Linked DNA regions of Sus scrofa: all the other regions are linked to region 1. A link is a contact called in public HiChIP or PLAC-seq data. All regions are on one chromosome and are shown on one strand. Each heading gives the region's core, a stretch centred on a gene start, on an enhancer-like site or on the middle of the called end of the contact. The rest is flanking DNA. Distances are from core to core; before and after follow the strand shown.

What was found. HiChIP or PLAC-seq counts read pairs in DNA pulled down with a chosen protein or histone mark.
Region 2: a contact with region 1 is called in an H3K27ac HiChIP or PLAC-seq map of alveolar macrophages. The contact joins two enhancer-like sites. A contact is called at or near these places in 1 of 47 Hi-C or Micro-C datasets (embryonic fibroblasts) and 1 of 2 datasets of contacts at active chromatin or transcription factors (alveolar macrophages).
Region 3: a contact with region 1 is called in an H3K27ac HiChIP or PLAC-seq map of alveolar macrophages. The contact joins two enhancer-like sites. A contact is called at or near these places in 1 of 5 promoter capture datasets (fetal skeletal muscle), 12 of 47 Hi-C or Micro-C datasets (alveolar macrophages, embryonic fibroblasts, epiblast stem cells and 8 more) and 2 of 2 datasets of contacts at active chromatin or transcription factors (alveolar macrophages and skeletal muscle).

The regions. Positions count from the first base shown.
Region 1 is chr14:42,011,119-42,014,750 of Sscrofa11.1, forward strand. It overlaps SSH1 (protein phosphatase Slingshot homolog 1), which reads left to right. Exons shown (of 16, transcript XM_001929329.5): 11 at 2,728-2,774. Among named protein-coding and RNA genes, the nearest start is that of SSH1, 49 kb to the left of the region's middle. Within about 2 kb of position 1,718, at least 19 of the 83 cell types and tissues checked have an H3K27ac peak or open chromatin away from gene starts, as enhancers often do. A contact at or near this core is called in alveolar macrophages, embryonic fibroblasts and retroperitoneal adipose tissue, where this site is marked.
Region 2 is chr14:42,167,401-42,170,803 of Sscrofa11.1, forward strand. The region is part of intron 1 of SELPLG (selectin P ligand); the gene reads left to right. Among named protein-coding and RNA genes, the nearest start is that of SELPLG, 10 kb to the left of the region's middle. Within about 2 kb of position 1,806, at least 10 of the 83 cell types and tissues checked have an H3K27ac peak or open chromatin away from gene starts, as enhancers often do. A contact at or near this core is called in alveolar macrophages, where this site is marked.
Region 3 is chr14:42,216,188-42,219,368 of Sscrofa11.1, forward strand. It overlaps ISCU (iron-sulfur cluster assembly enzyme ISCU, mitochondrial), which reads right to left. Exons shown (of 6, transcript XM_003359136.3): 5 at 1,948-2,026; 6 at 1-447. The coding sequence ends at 362. The region is part of intron 1 of LOC106507249 (a long non-coding RNA gene); the gene reads left to right. Among named protein-coding and RNA genes, the nearest start is that of ISCU, 4.8 kb to the right of the region's middle. Within about 2 kb of position 1,709, at least 19 of the 83 cell types and tissues checked have an H3K27ac peak or open chromatin away from gene starts, as enhancers often do. A contact at or near this core is called in alveolar macrophages, embryonic fibroblasts and retroperitoneal adipose tissue, where this site is marked.

The DNA.
Region 1 (3,632 bases), core at 468-2,967:
CACACGGCAGGGTCTGGCTTGGGGACTGCGAAGCAGGCCTTGATTTGTTTGGCATTCGCAGCAGGTCATAGTGGGGGAAGAACTGGAGTAACAGGAGCCTCCCTCCTGACTTTGTGGGAACTCCCCTCCTGACCCCTGTCTCTGGCCTGTGGCCTACTGGTTTGCCCTCGAGCCAGATGTTTGCACCACAGGGAGTTGGTTGCAAGCTCTCTGGCAGAGATAACTGGCCTGCATCTTCAGATGCACACCACCCTCTATCTCGTTCAGTCTCTAACACAGGAACCCCCTCCAATGGTCTGCAGGCTGAAAAACACCCTGGTTACTGAAGGGAGCATGCACACCTGACCCCAGAACGATGCCTAGGTGTCCTGTCCTCCCTGCTTGTCTGCACGGCTGCCCTCAGCCCTGCTGCCAGAGCCCACTGAGGGAGCCCTGCTGATGCAGCCACAGGCTCACGCTCTCTCTTCACCTCCATCTCTCACTCCGATCTTCTTAAAGCTATAAATCTCCCTCCCTAGCAGGCAACCGGCAAGGTCTCAAAGTGGGGGGATTGCAGAGGAAGGCACATGACCACAGTCAGGGCGGCAGTGCTGCGTAATGGAACCCAGACCCACTGGGCAGGTTCCCGCTCCCTGGCCTGACCGGCTGCATGCCCGGGAGCAAGTCTTTTGGCCTCTTTTTTCCTTCTTCCTATACCTCAGGGGATAATTATGAGGATTCAGTTAATACATATTTAAAGCACCCAGAGCAGTTTCTGTAGACATTCCCAAATGGTACCCATCTTGAAAACAAATCACTTCCTTGGGAAGGGCGAGGAAGTGTATTTGCTGTGGAAGGCATGAACAATTGTGTTTTCTGCCTGTGGGAGATAATCAGTAGTTCTCTAAATAATGTACATTTAATATTATTAACTATAGTAGTTCCCTGGTGGCCTAGCAGTTACAGACTCAACGTTGTTGCTGCTGTGACATGGGTTCTGACCCTTGCCCGGGAACTTCCACATGCCACAGGCACAGCCAAAAACAAAGCAAAACAAACACAAAAATATATAGGAGTTCCCATTGTGGCTCAGCGGGTTAAGAACTGGACATGGTGTCCATGAGGATTCGGGTTCGATCCCTGGCCTCCCTCAGTAGTATGAGGATCCAGCGTTGGCATGAGCTGCGGTGTAGGTTGCAGGCGTGGCTCAGATCCTGCGTTGCTGTGGCGTAGGCCGGCAGCTGCAGCTCTCGGATTCAACCCCTAACCTGGAACCTCCATATGCCGCAGGTGCGGCCTTAAAAGGGAGAAAAAAAAATACGTGTATATGTGTATATATGTATGTAGTATATGTTTAATATATTTGCATATGTTGTTCTGTATACACATTTAACATATGTATATTTAAATGTGTATAGATGTGTAGGTATGAAGCCTGGATCACAAAAGCAGCCCTGGCCTCTCATCTGCTCTCCGGGCAGTTGATGGTCTTCCCTGGTGCACATGAAACCAAAGGCCCCTCCGGCCTGTCTCTCCACTAGGTGGTGATCACAGCAAAAGGATACTCATGACCTTAGCAGGGGTTTTTCTTATTTTTTCGGTATGGTTTGGTACTTTATGTCACTTTTTCCATGAGAGATAGTAAAGGAATTTTTATGTTTGAGCCTCTCCCTCCAATATGAAAATCTAGCCAGTGCCCACACGCTGCCAGCTCTGTCAGAGCACCACATTCCCCGCGCCAGGAGAGGTCCACCCTCTCTGGAAAGGAAGTTTATAGGGGAACCAAGAGGGTGTTTTTGCTCTTTGGGACTCTGTGTCGGTTGGATTTCCTAAGAGCAAAGCTGTGTTTTTTTTCTTTTGTTGTTTTCCCTTCTGTGTTCTTTGCCTGCTCAGAAGTGGGGGGTTTGTGGGTTCTTAATACCATTTTTAAAATACAAAGCAAAAACATGTGATAGAAAGTTAGGAAATGTAAGTCTAAAGCAGAAAATTTAAAACTTTCTTCATTTCACAAATCTAGAGATAATCATTGTTAACACTTTGGTATGTTTATTTTTCCATCTTCTGGGTTTGGTTTTTTTAATGCATTTATAGCTTCTTAAAAAAGAAAGAGAAAGGAAAGGAGAGAACCCTACTGTTTGATGACGTAGTTTTGTTCATTCTTTTTCATTATGTGGTATTTCCCTGTGTCATTAAATATCCTCCAAAAGTATGATTTATTTCAACAGCTCCATCACAGGGCTCCATCGTTGACTATGTTACTGATTTCTTCTTGTTGGACCTTTGGGTGGTTTCCATTGTCTTGTTATAAATGCCCATGACTATCCTTGCACCTATATCTCCATGTGAATTCTGGGTGTTTCCTCAGGGTAGTTTTTTTGTAAGTGGAATTCTAGGTCAGAGGGTGGGCACCCTTTTAATATTGCTAGAGTACTTCCCCTAGTCAGTGGCACGTGAAAGTGCCTGGTTCTGCATAGGAGGTCAGCGGCCACTGCCTCTGTGACAGAACCTTGCCTGAGTCTTAGGAAAGGGCTGGTGAGAGGGGGCAGGGATTCCTTGGCCCGCTCGTACCCTGGTGATGCCACAAACTCCTCAGGAACCTGCTTTGCTATCCACCTCTTTCAGTCCTGAAAGTGGCCAGGGGCCCATGAAATACCAGTCACCGTCAGGGCTAGTGCACACCATGCGTCCCGTAGCAGCTCTGAGGCTGACGAGCGACACTCACAGGGGTTTGTGTGCTCTGTCCCCCAGGGCTCTGAATGGAATGCATCCAATCTGGAGGAACTGCAGGGCTCAGGGTGAGTCTGCGCCCCTCGTCTTCCCTTGTCCTTCCAGGCAGCTTAGAAACCCTCAGCTCAGCGAGGCCAGGCCCTGGTGCTGCCTGCCTACCCGGCCCTGCCTACACCCCAGTCTCCAAAGTGGCCACTGACCTGATTGGCATAGCTAAACAGATGCACTTCAGAATGCCACCTCTTGAATAATGCACGGGTTTTAGATTTTACTGAGGTCTGGGATTGTGTGTATCAGGGAGAATGATTCTAATCCCCTCAAATGGTGTAGGACAGCCTGGATGCTGATAGGGCCATGAGCCCCCTCCTACCGCCCCACCACCCTGCAGCAATGCAGAGTCCCAGCACAGACACACTTACCTGTGGGCCAGTCAGCAACCCTGCTCCCCATACCACTCCTGGTTCTGTCTGAGGTTGCACTTTCAAGCCTGGAGGAATCTTAGAGCTAAATACTTCACGCTGGCCAGAAGCATATGCCTGCCTGTCTCAGTCTGAGAAATACTCAGCGGCAGGGATACAAAATGTTTAAATCTAGACCTTCAAGAACAGATGGCTGGACATTTTTTTTTTTTAAACAACACAGCCACAAAATCACCATTCTGTGGGTCTGACATGATGGCCTTCTTGAATTACTGCATTTAAAAGTCAAGACTAAACAAATCTTAAAATATATCTTTATAACTACTGGTTAGGATGGGTTCTTTCAACAGAAAGTGATCTCAAAGTGTAGGGTGATCCTGTCAATGCTTTCTATCTTGCTGGGAACAAATAAATAATTTTAAAGGTTTTTCTTTTTTTCTTCAGAACATTTATAAGTATTCTCTAATGAAATCTATTTGAGGGATTTTCAAACTTCTGAAATTATTT
Region 2 (3,403 bases), core at 556-3,055, 160 kb after region 1:
TTATGGGCTGATGGGAATGAATGTTTAGAAAAAAAAACATTTAAAAAAAAAGGATTAAACAATGGGAACAATAATTATGCCTGGACAATCTGGGAAGGCTTCCTGGAGGAGGCAGGATTTGCTCTGGCTCCAGAGGATGGCCACGCCTTGTTCATGGGTAATACGGAACTATAACTTTTTTTTTTTTTTTTTTGGTCTGTTGTTGTTGTTGTTGTTGTTGCTATTTCTTGGGCCGCTCCCGCGGCATATGGAGGTTCCCAAGCTAGGGGTTGAATCGGAGCTGTAGCCACCGGCCTACGCCAGAGCCACAGCAACGCGGGATCCGAGCCGCGTCTGCAACCTACACCACAGCTCACGGCAACGCCAGATCGTTAACCCACTGAGCAAGGGCAGGGACCGAACCCGCAACCTCATGGTTCCTAGTCCGATTCGTTAACCACTGCGCCACGACGGGAACTCCCGGAACTATAACTTTGAAGTGGGCTCTGGAGCAAGACCACCCAGTTTCAAGTTCCCCATTCCCTCTCGTTGTTTGTGTGGGCCAAGTGGGCCTCAGTTTCCCCATCTTTCACGTGGGGTTAATATGTGGAGGTTTTGGGGCCTGAGCGAGCTAATAATTCATGTATAAAACAGTGCCCAGCACATTGTCTACACTTTGAACCTGTGAGTCACAAACCAGAGGCCGAGGCTGTGTACGCTGCCCAGGGCTTGCTGTGGAGAAAGCTTTCTAGGGCTCCCGGCCCCCAGCTTTCTCTGACTGACGAGGTCAGGGGTGTGTCAAAACTGTCTCAGTGTTGGGGACTTTTCAGGATGCAGAATGACAATGACAACAGCTGGCCTTTATCAAGCACTTTCTGTGTGGTAACACTCAACCTGGATCAGCTCACTTCCACCCATAACAAACCCATGAAGTGTAGGTACTATTAAACCCGTGGCTCAGAGACATCTGTTCAGTTGCCCAAAGTCACACAGCTTGTACGTGACAGAGCTGGGACTGGATCTGATGTGATACTAGATTTGATCCAGAGCTGGGCCAGGGCCTGTCTGTTACTGAACCAAAACTTAGTTCTGCTCACCTGCGTGCAGCAGAGCCAATCTACTGACACTGGGTTGTGAAGGAAATTGCAGCATTTATCGTAAGGCTCCAGACAAGGAGTCCGGACAGCTCAAAAAGCCAGAACTCCCCAAGGAGCTTCAGCAAAGCATTTTTTAAAGGTCAGGTGAAGGAGAAGACTCCCAGGGTCTGTGATCAGCTTGTGTACAATTCTCTGCTTCGTTGATGATGAGGTAACAGGGCAGTATCACCAGGGTTAACCTGATCAATCCTTAGGCTCCAAGGAGTCATCAAGTAGTTAATTTCGCCTGTCTGGTGGGGGTTTTGGTATCTGTAGAGGGACTCAAGACATGTCCATCAGCTACTGTCCTCTAGGTACTCCAGGAGGAGTCAAGGCAGAGGATACGGGGGAGGGGGTCTGTCCCAGGAAGGCCCCACCGGGTCCTGCTGGGTTACGACCAGCTTACCAGGACTCAGACTGGCTCTGGGATGTGGGGCACCCCTGGCTCTCCTTGTTGATTTGAGCCTCTTCTCTTCTCAGGCTGCTCAGCCCACATCCTGAGATGCTCAGTCTTTCAAATCCTCAGATTCCAAGATCTTGAATGATGGAACCCCTGGGATCCAAGATTCCAAGCAGGAGATCCCAAGCTTCTTGGAGTCCCATGAGCATCCTTCTTGAGTAGTCCAGGGCAGCCGCAAAGCACAGTCTCTGGAGCTGGGGTGTGGCCCTGGCAGCTAGCTCACCCCTCCCCGCAGCCTGGGTGGGGCTCGGGGCAGAAGCACCCTGGTTGAGGGTGAAAGACGGGAAATGAGTAGTGTGTGACCTCCCCCGTTAGGCAAGCAACAAGGCAAATAGGATGTGGCACGTCTTAGCCCTCTTTCTGAGCCCTGCCCACCCCACTCCTGTGGTGACTGTTTTCCTGCCATCAGAGGAGAGAAGAGGTGAAAGATGGGGCCCGGAGGGAGTGACTATGTGTCCTGAGCTTTGCTTCCCTCATCGGTGTAATGGGAGCCATACCAGCCAGTGCTAAAGTCCCCAACATTGTAGCTGAAACCGGTCTCTGTACCCTGGCACCCGTTAAGTCTCAGAGACAAAATCTTTGGGTGAAGCAGAAAAAACAGCTTTACTGCTTTTCCAGGCAAAGGAGGCCACAGCAGGCTAATGACACAAAACTCTGTCCTGTCTTGAAGGGGCTAGCAAGGCTCCTACAGGGTTAGCTCAGAAGACAGGGTTATTGGAAGTTCCCGTTATGGTTCAGCAGTCACGAGCCCAACTAGTATCCATGAGGATGCGGGTTCCATCCCTGGCCTCGCTCAGTGGGTTAAGGATCGGGGAGCCGTGTGGGTTTCAGTCACGTGGGCCGATGGCTGCCTGGCCACAGTCTGGCTCAAGGCTGCTCTATCCCTGGTCCCTTACCTTCAAAGCCCAGGCACCAGGCTGGGCGACACATTTCCAGTGTTAATGGTGGGGATGTCCAGGGTGAGCTGGTCGCCTGATACAGGCCCTGGCAGGGAGGTATGGGCTCTCCCAGGGGGCACCATCCTACCCCCAAAGGGCGAGGAGGTCTCTGCTCTTACCCAGATTTCCCTAGCTGCCCACAGGGGAAAAGGTAGCGAGGTCCCCATCTCCATACCCTCCTGGAGCCCGAGACCTCCCTCTCCTCTGCTCCTCTGTCCTCAGGGACCTTCCCTGCAGCATCTCATTCCATTCTTACCCTTGAGACAATATTGTCCATTTTACAGATGAGGAAGCTGAGGCTCAGAGAAGGGGGAGGGACTTGCTCAGGTTACACAGTGGTGAAGTGGCCTCTGGTCCACTCTAGGCTGCCTCTGCATGCAGGGGACCGTGGGATGGGTGTGGGGGGAGAAGGCAGCTGAGGGGAGAGGATCCCCCTTGGGGAACACAACACATCCCTTCTGCAGTCCCCGCCCAGCCTCCGGGCTGCAGAAAGCTGGCCCCTGACTCGCCCAGTTACCTCCCCGACCCAGGAACTAGTGGGTTGGGTCTTCTGTTTTTGTTCCTCTCTCTGCTTCCAGGAAGTGGCAAAGGGGTCTGTCTTCCAGGAACTGAGAATGTCCAAGTGGGGGTGGTGGATGCAAGTCTTTTCATAGTTATGAAATATGTTCCTGAGCTGATGGCTTTTTCCTAAGGTCCCCCACCCCTAGGGAAGCAGGGCCAGGATTGGGCCATATACTTTCCCTGAAAGAAAAACTCCACTCCCTGTGCAAAAAATTCTGCCTCCTTCTGGAGGTAGGTTCAGAGGCAAAGAATGTGTGTGCGTGTGTGTGTGTATGTGCGCGCGCGTGCATGTGTGTATGCGTATGAGACATTTATTAAGCACCTACTAT
Region 3 (3,181 bases), core at 459-2,958, 210 kb after region 1:
CAAGGCATTCTCCGGGTAGGCTTTTCCAAAACAGGCTCAGGTAAAATTAGTACTTGACCACCCAAATGGGAGACTGCACTACTCATTTCGGTTTTAAGGGCCCTCCACACAATTCACAATAGACATGGGCTGGGGTAAGGCTATAAACGTGAGCTGCGAGAACCCACAGGATTCAGAACAACTAGACTGTGTATTGTGCTTGCATTAGAGCCACAATGTGAACGGCAAATGTGCGGGTCTCATGGTTCTTTTATTGTAGGGCGAGGGCAGAGGGCATCTGAACACCTACGTGACTGCTAAGCGGTGACGGCGTGGGAGGGGGAGCAGCTTGTGTGACTGGGGTGGGGGCTTCGTCTAGGACTCATGTCTTCTCGGCCTCTCCTTTCTTGGGTTCTTGCTTGAGTTTGTAATCAGCCAGGGCGGCCTTGATGGCATCTTCGGCCAGCACTGGAAGTAAGAGAAGGAAAGAGAGCCTAAGTTTCTAGAAATCTATAGAAATGGCCCTAGGAAGAGAATTTTAAGAGCTGGGGGCATCGGTGCTGGGACGGGCTTAACAGAGTCACCTTGCCAGGGTGCTGGGCGAGAGCAGCAAGCCCAGTGGTCTGATGCCTGCTTCCTGGGCCAGGTCACTCCCACTGGGTGGCTCTAGGGACAGCCTGGGGGTGGCAGCCAGCCAAGATTCTGCTTAGTTCTTCTGCCTTTGGACAGCCATGCTTTTCTTGGGGGCTTTAGACATAAAGAGTCTGAGGCACGGGGGGGACATAACAAATGTCAGTCCTCAGCTGCTCACACGGAAGTCAGGATTGAGCATGGTGGATGCCGGTGACGCTGGCATAACTTAGGTCCTGCCAGTTGGTGGGATGTCATTGGCTGTCACTCTCTAGTGATCTCAAGTTTGAAACCTTTTATTTTGGAGTCTATATGAAAAGGGGGGCTTTGGGGAAAATAAAAGTAGAGAGAGCCGGAATGACGGCAGGGAGCACCAGCTGAGGGTTTCTGCAGCCAAGAAGGCCTAATGAAAAGGCGAGAGTTTTTCTGAAACCATGAGAAAATGTTTATAGGCTATGGCCTTTATTCCGGGTATTTGAAATTCCAGCTCAAGTGGAAGGAGCTCCGTCTCCGCCGGCCTCCTGAGGTTGGCGTGAGCGCATTGCTGCCTTGGCGCTGAGTTCTTCTCCTGTGAGTCTCACCCTGGCGGGAGGCCTGGTTCTCTGCTGATTTTTAACTAATTTGGTCAGTAAACCTCCATCATTAAGGCTACTGTTTCTCATCCCCTCCTTTCCCTAAGAAGGTTGAGATTTTAAAAGCTTTAGATTTAAGACAGAAACTGCACGGGACAGCCACGTCTAAGCCCTAAGGCATCTGGGCTTTCTCTTTAGGACAGTGGAGAGAGGACTGCTGCCCAACTGGGTTAGTCATTCCTCACACACAGATGCAGCCCAGATAGGAACAGCAGCTGGAGAGGAAGTGATGAAACACGCAACAGAGACTGTGGTGAAGGCCGAATTTTCTCCTTTACTGGTCCTAAATGCATTGCACAGGGGTGGGAACGGCACAGATTCTGGGGTTAGAGGCTGGGGTTTAGGTTCTGGCCCACCCCCTGAGGAGTGGTGGAATGGGGGTGCGTTAACCTGAGCCCTCATTTCCTCCTCTGCAGGGGGAGAGGTGAGGATGCCTTCTGAGGACTGGAGGATGGTTGTGAGGCTTAGAAATGAGGCCGTGGTGGGTCTGGCCCAAGGCACATCCTGTAAGCCTCAGCCCCTGGGGCTCTTCCCCTCTGCGGGTTATGGAGACTCGCTCTGCGAGCTCTAACCCCCAGAGGGTTATAAGGATGGATTCTACAACCAAAGAGGAAGCCCTGTGCCTCTGTCATAAGTGCAGGTTAATGCCATTATGAAATTAGCCCCAGCCGTCCAAGCCTGCGGGCATCCTGGGGCTGAGACTTACTGGAGCAGTGCAGCTTCACCGGGGGCAGGCAGAGCTCCTTGGCGATGTCTGTGTTTTTGATGGTCAAGGCTTCCTCCACCTGAGGGGCAGACGGGAAAGACAGGCAGGTTCAGCGCTGCTCTGTCTGGTGGGACAGAAAATGAAAAAGGCCAAAGAGGCCCCCACGACCGGGTGGTGGGGGATGATGTCCATTTATTAACCCCAAACAGAGGCCTCCCACTTGCACGGCCAGGCTGCAGCTGGGCTTCTCAAGTGCGAAGCATTCGTCGCCCCTGCACTGCTCGGCTGGCTGAGCACGGCTGGCAAAGACACAGCCGCCAGCCAGGAACGGAACCTGCTCGGAATCTCTGAGGGATCAGGCTGAGGCCAGTGACTTGAAGCTTTTTTTTTTTTTCAAAGGCAGTGACTCCCTATGCAGGTTTTGTGACTCTCAGCCTTTCTGATTCTTTACACTAAACATTCAGAATAAACCCCTTCAACTCTTAAGGGCTAAATAGCGTCAGGGAGGCCCCAGGCCAGAGGCATCTGCACCCTCTGCCCCAAGGAGAATCTTTCTCCTCGAGAAGGACTGAGAAGGATGCCTCGGTTTGGGCAAGAGCCTGAGGGCGTAGCAGGAGGCAGGCCTGTGTGGGGCAGATCCCCCTGCCTGGCCCCCAGTCTCCCAAGTCTGCTACCGCCACTGAATTACACTTCAAGTTCAGTTCTTTGAAACCCAGATGGGAGGCTCTCAAGGTCAGAGAAAGGCCCTGTCCCCACTCTGATTACACTCTTAGAGCCCGCAGGGCCCTGTCTCCTCATGTCCTCCTTCCCTGAGGACAGTTCTGGACAAAGCACTTCAGAGTCACCTCTGGCCAGAACAGGTTAGGGCTCTGATTCATTGGCCCAGAGAAGCCTGCGGCCAGGAGGCCCCGAACCACAGGAAGCAGGTGGCACGTGGCCTGGCGGGCGTCCTGGCTGTGGAGCTGCCCAGCTCCCTCCACACAAGCCTCCGTGACTCAGCTCCTTGAACTTGGACCCTTGGGCCTGCAAAGACAGGCACCTGCAGTTTCACTTTTCTGAGGTTCTAAGGACTTCAGGATTTTAGAAAGGCTAGTTTATTTCATGAATCCCCCTTAAGCCATCTGCAATCCTTCCTGAAACCTGATGGGAGGAAATAAAACAAACCCCCACCCTGCCCGCCCCCAGCAGACTCAGACTTCTAAGAAATTGTAACAAGGTCAGCAACCTTGAAGAA